2 separate regions of the Capsicum annuum genome follow, and region 1 is linked to region 2. Evidence: chromatin contacts called from public Hi-C data. All regions are on one chromosome and are shown on one strand. Each heading gives the region's core, a stretch centred on a gene start, on an enhancer-like site or on the middle of the called end of the contact. The rest is flanking DNA. Distances are from core to core; before and after follow the strand shown.

The links. A called contact is a pair of places that touch in the nucleus more often than the background predicts.
Region 1: a Hi-C map of leaf shows a contact between it and region 2, with 2.0 times the contacts expected there. The contact joins two enhancer-like sites. A contact is called at or near these places in 2 of 5 Hi-C or Micro-C datasets (leaf and placenta).

The regions. Positions count from the first base shown.
Region 1 is chr7:176,251,793-176,256,109 of UCD10Xv1.1, reverse strand. No RefSeq gene overlaps it. Among protein-coding and RNA genes, the nearest start is that of LOC107878043, 29 kb to the left of the region's middle. Within about 2 kb of position 1,954, at least 2 of the 5 cell types and tissues checked have an H3K27ac peak or open chromatin away from gene starts, as enhancers often do.
Region 2 is chr7:176,023,929-176,028,773 of UCD10Xv1.1, reverse strand. No RefSeq gene overlaps it. Among protein-coding and RNA genes, the nearest start is that of LOC107852679, 16 kb to the right of the region's middle. Within about 2 kb of position 2,638, at least 1 of the 5 cell types and tissues checked has an H3K27ac peak or open chromatin away from gene starts, as enhancers often do.

The sequences.
Region 1 (4,317 bases), core at 705-3,204, 230 kb before region 2:
TGTATTTAAAATGGTGTACACTTGATGAATTCATCTATATGAGAAGTGAAATGAGGTGGTTCCTATGAGATTTTTGGCCTTAGTCTCTAAAGCTCTCATGAATACCAGGCACACGGATGACTTATTAGCGCAAAATCGTGTTGAACAATAATTATGAGGATCAAAATGTGATTGATAAAATCCCTGACTTACAATAAGAATTATTGATTCATAGAGATATTATATTTCACCAGTAACTCTGTAAGTTAAATTTTTTCGGTCTAAGTTTGGTTTATAGTCCAGAAGACACCAAACCTATTGCATTTTGATCATACTAAATCAGCAAGTCTTATTGTCAAATCTTTTGAAATGGTCGGGGATTGTTGTCAATATAATAATATTTTAAAAGATTAATTAAATTATTTTTTAAAAAATATTTTATGGTCAAGTACTTTTATTTTTTGATGGCCAACTATTTTAATTACTTTGTGGCCAAGTTCTTTTATTTCTTGAGGGTCAAGAACTTTAATTACTTTGTGACCAAGTAGAATGGAACTTCTAGCTCTACTAGGAGGCCTCAAACTGGTGAAAAGCCAAAACCTTACACCCATAGAAATTAATATTGATTCCAAACAAGTTATACACATGATAAAAAAATGGAAACTTACCTTATGATCCTATCCTTCATGAATGCAGATTAGCGCTGAGAAGACTGGGGCATCCACTAGTGGTCCATTGCTTTAGAGAGCAGAACCAAGTTGCTGATAGCCTGACTAAGAAAGGAGCAAAAAGGAAATTTTTTGAAGACATCCAGATTTTTGCAGATCCTCTTGTGTATGCACTAGATAGTGTTTGGACAGACATATTAGAAACTCAATTTACCAGAAAAACTAACTCTGGAACAATCAGCCATGATGCTTATATTTTGGAGCCAGACTAAGATGTTGCAATAACTCTTTAGCTATAATATCCCTTATTACTAAAATAAAAAAAAGAAAAAGAGATTTAATTTTTATTTTTCCTACATACTGGCTATTACTATATATATGATTGCTAAGCTCATTTAATAATATCAAGAAAAACATTCTTCTAGTCTTTCTTCTCTTCTCACATCCCTTTTTTCTTTTGGTTAACGAGGATTCATTTAACATAACATAAATTAAGAATTTATAGAATTAATAGGGTGCCTAAGGGCCCTTGTGTCTGAATAAGTAGTTACATGATTTGTACTATTAGAGTTACAAGCCTCAACTTTCGTGAAAAAAGTAGTTTCATTTTTCACATTTCTATTTTCTTTCTTGCCCTTTCATTCACATTGTTAATTATATATGATTTTCGTTATCTTGTATTTTTCATTTAATTTGATGATTTTGTATCATTCATAATTGTTGATTCTGTACCTTCTAATTAATTAGGAAAGACTTACTTAATTTTGGGTATCCTCTAATTAATTAGGAAAGTGCTTGTTTAATCTTGAAAAAATATTTCACATTGCGAAAATAATTTCTTAGGACATAATACCTAGCATGACTCATGTATTTTATATATCACTTAAAATATTATAGTAGTCTGTTAATTATTATTATTATTATTATTATTATTATTATTATTATTATTATTATTATTACTACTGTAACTTGTTGATAATACTATATAAGAAATATTATCATTGTTGATAATACTATATAAGAAATATTATCATTGTTGTAGTTTATTTATATTAAATTTCATAATTGATACTGAAGTTTATTATTGTTTCCGAACAAAATTACAAGGAGTTACTAGCAAAAAGATAAAGCTACACATTAATAATTTCTCAATATTTAAAGGGCTTAAAAAGCACATAACTTCCTAATCAGGCAGAGAAGAAAAATGATGAAAATGCTAGTTTGACTTGTAAGAAAATACTAGATTAATTTTAAATGTATATGCCTAGACTAACGAGGAAGAAGTGTTCATTATGTTTACGTGTTTTTTAGCGTGATAAAATTCAAATTTGTATACTAACGTTAAATCGATATAAAACCATAGAAAAAGCATACAAGATGTTGGCCGAAATAAAATTTGTTATGACATTTCAGTTCGACCAAATAATTTAAGTTTAGTCGTCATTTATAGGTAACGTCTAACAAAAGAGAACACGAAAAAATGCCACTGACAATCATAGTTAATCCTACTAACCTTTTTAAACATCTAGAAAAACGTAATTAGGGAATTTCAAAGCAAAAAGAAAAAGACAAAAGGTTTTCAATGTTAATATTGGTGGAATTTACAAAACCAAGAGTAGGAGTATGAATGTTTGTCTGCCATTAACATATTATATACTCCATCCGTACCAAAATACCCGTCTCAAATTTTTTAATTTAATGTCCCACTTTACTTGTTTTTTTTCATTAATCAAAACACGAATTTTTTTTCCATATTTAATCCTTTGCATTAATTACTTTTTTTTTTTCAAATTAAATTGTAAATATCATTTAATAGAGGTACTATGGTAAACTAGACATGTTATTAATTATTTTTCTTAATCAATGTGTCATCTCAATTTGGGACACATAATTTGGGATGGAGAAAGTATATCTAGAAATATTCAAAGGAACTTGCTAAATGACCATAATTTTTTGACCATAAAATAGACATAAATGTACAAAGGTCATACTAACCTTTTCCTTAAATAAAAAATAAGCAAATTTTTAATATTAAATGTAACTAAAATTTACGTGGCATAAGTTATCACTATCATTAATGTGAAGAAAAGTTATAAATTAACTTTAGTATGTGGAACCTACCTAACTTCATCCATTGCATTTTCATCTTTCTCCCTCAATTTTCAATTTACTCTTTTTTTATTTAATCAAAATTTAAAACTAGTTTTATTACTACATTGATCATAATTATTTAAAATATTTTTTAGAAAAGTTCATCAACGATTATTAATAAATTGATTATAATCCTTTAAAATATTTTTAGAAAAAGTTCTTCTATGATTAACTAATTTTGAACTTATCACAATAATAAATTTATTATTATATAAAAGTCATTCAATTCTAAAGTTCATCGCTTTTTTAAAATATTAGCTAGGGTTGATAAATATGAACGATGTAATTTTTATAATGTGTCAGTGTTTATTATATTTAAAATATTTTGAATTTTGATTGCTAATATTGAAATATTTTCAAATTAGACTTAAAAAATTAAAAATTTATTTAAATATAATTTAAATATAATAATTAATAAAATTATTTAATTAGAGTACATATTTTTTGCCATAATTTTTTGGCCCAAAAATGGCCATAAATGTATAAACACTATACTAACATTTTCCTTTAAAAAAATAAAAAAATATTTACTATCTTATAAATTCAAAAAGTTAAATGTAACCAAAATTTATGTTGAATAAATTATGACTATCATTAAATATGAAAGAGGAATATTTATTTAACTTTAAAATGGGAGACCCACCTTAATTTCACATTCTATCTAATCACACCCTCCCTTTTCGTCCTTCTCCCTCAATTTCTCTTTAGTCTTTTTTTTTTATCGAAATTTAAAATTAATTTTATTATATATTGATCATAATTCTTTAAAATATTTTTGGATAAAGGTCATCTGTGGTTAACTAAATTTTGAATTTATCACAGAAATTTATTTATTTATTATATAAAAGTCATTTCATTCTAAAGTTTATCACAAAAGTGTTTTTCTTAAAACATTAACTAGGCTCGAAAAATATGATTTTATAATGCGTCAATGTTTATCATGTCTAAAATATTTAAAATTTTGATTATCATTATTGAAATATTTTCAAATTAGACTTATAAATTATTTAAATAGAGTTTAAATTTATTAAAATATAATAATTAATTTAAACTATTTAATTAGAGGATATATTAATAGTGAATATAAGTAATATTCACAAGTTATCAAATTACCGTAATATAAAGGTACAAAATACAACAATAATATGTCTTGATATCTTTAGTTGTTGTTAACTAGGGTCCACAAATATAAATTTTGTGATTTTCACAATTTCTATAATGTGTTAATATCTATTATGTGTATAATGATTTGAATTTTGACTGCCGTTAATGAAATATATTAAATTATATTTAAAATTTATCTAAATATATAGCTTAAATTTTATTTAAATATAATATTACTTAATTAGAGATCATATTAATAACAAATATAAATTATAATTTGTAAATTATAAAATCGATGTAACATAAGGACGTAAGACGACAACATCAATGCATGACTCTCATGAATTGCTGTTAACTAGGATCAAAATATATGAACTATACGATTTTTATAATATGCCGATGTCTACCATGTTTA
Region 2 (4,845 bases), core at 1,389-3,888:
ATCCAAAACCTCTTTTTCCTCTCAAGGACCAGTCGGTTATACCTTTGGACAGAAAAGGCTTAAATCTTACGCCTACAAGCAAAAGCCTAAAAGTGTGTGGGTTCAAAGGCCTAAAGGAAGCTCATCTAACCCACAAGGACCCAAGACCTCTTGGGTGCCTAATTAAATTGATTTTCTTATTTTACAGGAACAGGTCCGCAAAAGCTATAAAAAGGGAATATGGTTCATCGATAACGAATGTTCCAGATATATGATCGGAAAAAAAAACATTTTTGTGCTCTAAAGAAAATTGAAGGAGGAACAGTCAGATTTGGTGATAATGCTAGAGGCAACGTCATAGGAGTCGGCTCTGTAAAGCTCAACTCCTCATGTGAACTTATTAAAGTGTATCTCGTAAACGACCTCAAACATAACGTTCTTAGTATCAGTCAGCTGTGTGATACTGGCTTTGGAGTCTCGTTCAAAGTTGACAATTGTTCTATTAAGCATGATAAAATAGATATCTCTCACAAGTGAACATGTTGATAATATTTATGCTCTAAATAGTTTGATTTTGCTACCTTAACCTATCTCACTATGCAAACCAATGACACTTGGTTGTGTCAAAGAAAATTAGGGCATGCCAGTATGCATATCATTGAGAAACTGCCCTGACTGGAACTGGTGAAAGGTCTGCCAAAACTCAAGTTTGAAAAGGATCACATCTGTGATACCTGCCAATTGGGTAAACATACCCGGATATCATTCAAAGTCAAAGACATTTCTCTACTACGAAACCCCTCCAAATAATCCATATGGATCTGTTTGGCCCCACCAAGACCGCAAGTATTGGTGGAAAAAGATATGTCTTCGTTATTGTTGATGATTGTTCTCGTTTTACATGGGCAATGTTTCTCGCTCATAAATATAAGGCTTTCATACATTTTTAGATCTTTTATGGAAAAGTACAGAGAGAAGTTAGACACCTCATCACCTATGTTCACAGCGATCATGGAGTAGAATTTAAAAATAAGGTTTTGAGGAGTACTGAGTCCAGAACGAATATTCTTAGAATTTCTTATCACCTCGGTCTCCTCAACAAAATGGTGCAGTGGAGCAAAATAATCGGTCTCTCCAAGAAACTGCCAGGACCATAAAATTAGAGCATAATCTCCTAGATCACTTTTAGGTAGAGACAGCAAGCACAACTTGTCACATCATCAACAGATGTCTCATCAGACCTATTCTAAAAAAGATGCCTTATGAGTTGTGGAGAGAAAAGAAGACAAATATCAGCTACTTTCATCCTTTAAATGCTTCATCCACAATAATGGTAAGAATAACTTGAAAAAATTTGATCCACGAAGTGACGAAGGTATTTTTCTTAGATACTCTCCTACCAGTCGCGGTTACAGGGCTTATAATAAAAGAACATTATGTGTTGAAGAATCTATGCATATTGTATTTGATGAAACTAATCCCCCTCCTATGACCTTAAGTATTAATAAAAATCAAAGAAAATGTAGAAGTTGAGAGAGAATAATAAAAAAATAAAGGTTGATAAAAAAAAAAGATCAAATAAAAATACAGGTCGAGAAAAATTTAAAAATAAAAAAAGAAAAAAGAAAAATCAAAGAAATTTTTTTTCATAAAAGTAGATGTGGAAAGGTGTAAAGAAAAAAAGTAAGGGTTGAGAAAAACTAAAAAGAACATAAAAAAAAAGGAAAGAAAAAATAAAAATAAAAATAATATAAAATGAAAAAGAAAAAAAAAGAAGTTGAGAGAAAAAAAGTAAGGGTTGAGAAAACTAAAAACAGAAAAGAAAACAGAAAAATCAAAGTAAAATTGAAAAGAGGAAAAAAATAAAAATTGAAAGATATAAATATGGAGTTATTATCTATTATTAGGATCATTTTGTTTATGTAATTACTCCACTGATCAGGGGTAATTTTGTTCAAAAAACATACTAGTTAATAGGTAAATGCTATGTTAAGGAAGCTTTTTTATTTGAGGCTAAAATTTAAAAATCACCCTAATTTGAGTCTATTTTTTAGATTCACCCAATATAATAGCTTAATCATATTTCAATCTTCCATCCTTGGTCATTTTCAGACTCCTTGGAGAATGACAAATGAGTTCAAGAAATTAAGAAATTAGTGGATTACATGTCTTGTAAAACTGATATTACTGCTGATCATATATATAGTTTTACACAAGACGACAACAACATACACGATGTATAGGAGTGTGGAAAAATTAAATCGACTGATAAATTAAATCAATAAAAGGCTATTAGTTTCTTGTTATTGGGTAAACGGTTTTTTGTGATTTTATAAAAAAATTATTGAGTTAATGGTTCAATTTTAATTTTTTTCATATTGGGTTATTGGGTAAAACTGATAATCCAATAATAATATAATAAATTACTACTTTTATTTATTAGTATTAGTGCCTTCACTTAATTTCTCTTTAATTGCCATAAAGTATAAACCTATTCAATTTCTTGAAAACATATAACCCGATAAAGTTAAAACTATTCATTATTCAATAACCTCTAATATAAAGAGGATGTTTGACATTTTTAACATTTATCATTACGTCCAATTGTTGCATAGTTAGTGGACAGGATAGTGGACTTCTTATTTTGTGAAATTTGGCACGACAAGGTGCATGTCATGTTAGCCGCTACTATTTTATTTTGTGAGCATTCTTATTGATGCTGTGTTAGTTATTACTGTTACACAAATTAAACATCATTACGCTAAATTAATAGTTGTTTTATAAGAATTTTCTTATCGGTTAAATAGAGAATCAAACTGTTAAGAATAAAAAAATAATAAAAAATAATTGATTTTGTTATTAGTTTAGTATATTTAAAAACTGCTAAACCAAATCAATAATATATAAAATTAAATCAAACTGATTGATGCACACCCCTAACAATGTGATCCCTGCCTTGTGAAAGTATGTCACTACACTAAAAAAGATATTTAACAATAATAGCTTAATTAATTATCATAAAATTAGATTTTTGAAGGTAATTATTAGTGACAACCATTGCATTTTAGCATTCTTTATATATCTCCTAAAGCCTATAGCGTCATTGAAAGTAATGACAATTTATAGCTAATGTTAAATAAGAATTTTAGCCTCTTTATTAAAATACATATAATAGACTTTAATATCAAACCCCTTCTACCGCAATCCACCAAACAGACTTTAATAATAAGAAAACAAAACATTCCAAGGAGAAATTAGACCCTGAACATGTGTCGCAACTCACAATCATAAATTATCTTTTTAATCCATATAAATAGTCGCAAATACAATCAATCTTTTTAATCCATATAAATAGTCGCAAATATAATCATACGTTCTTATATCCCCTCTTATACATGTACCAGTGACGATAAACTCGTGCTATATGTTAAGATTAATTTTTTTTACATCATTATGAAATTAGTGAAATAAATCATCATAATTAAATATTGACATATTTATATATAATATGAATGTATTTAGAAATTTATTCACAGTTTATATTCTCTTGATAATTTCACTACCTAAAGTTTAGATCTTTCATTAAGTGTTAAGGAAATATATTTGCGCAAGAAGTGACGTAAAAAATTAAATTATTTAAATAATTTAAAATTTTAATTATTCTGTTTATAATATTTTTTCTTCTATTCTAATTTAAGTGATGCTAATATAATTTCGAGAGTCAAGCAAATATCACGATTGAAGTAGCGATGCAAACATGTCTTAAAGACTCATAGTAACTAATTAGAAATGATATAAAGAAATTGCTATAAAAATACTTGTGAAAATAATCTAAGTGGGTCTCATGTAAGATGTAAAGTTAATTTAAAATATCAAGAGTTAATTTATCATTTTATGTCTATTTTATCTTTTAAATATTATTAACTTTTTAATACTTAGATGACTTATAATAATTAATTAGATGTGATATAGTAAAATTACTGTTGAAGCAGTTGAAGCAGACATGTCATAAATGTTTGTTTAACTTTTTTTAATTAAATATTATTAATTTTATAATATATAAATCACATATAATAATTAATTAGGGTGATAATAAAATCACAGAGCAAGTAGTGGCCGGCAAGCATGTCGACCACCAAAATAAAAAAATAGTTAAAAAATTAAAAATTAATTTTCGTGTTTACATATTTTATGCTTCATTTAGTTGTGCCTAATAAAAAATGATATTTTGATTATTCAGATATTAGCTCGTAATTATGTATTTAATTTTTTGTTTGAATCTAATCATTTAGATCTCAATAGGTGTACTACTTTCATACTTCCTTTTTTACACAAATATTACTATTGCAAAATACTTCATCCAACCACTTTTAGTTTATAACTTTTGATCTATTTTATTCTTGTTATTAAATATTATTTATAATTTAATACTTAAATGATTTATAATAACTATTTAGAAGCGATATAATAAAACTACTGTTAAAAATACTTGTAAAAAATTTTTAAATGGACCTTATATAAGTTGTCAAGCTAATTTAAAACATCAATAATTAACTAATTAGAAGCGATATCATAAAATTACTATAAGAAGTACACAGAAAAAAATTTAAGTGAACCCCATATAAGTCATCAAATTAATTTAAAAAATCTAGTGTAAACCTATAATTTTAAGTCTATTTTACCTTTTTAATGAAATATTATCAATTTTCTAATGCTTAGATGATCTATAATAATTAATTAGGGGTGATATAATAAAATCATGATTGAAGCAGTTGAAGCAGGCATGTCGTAAATGTCTATTGTACTATTTTTAATTAAATATTATTAATTTTTTAATACATAAATGACTTATAATAATTAGTTACA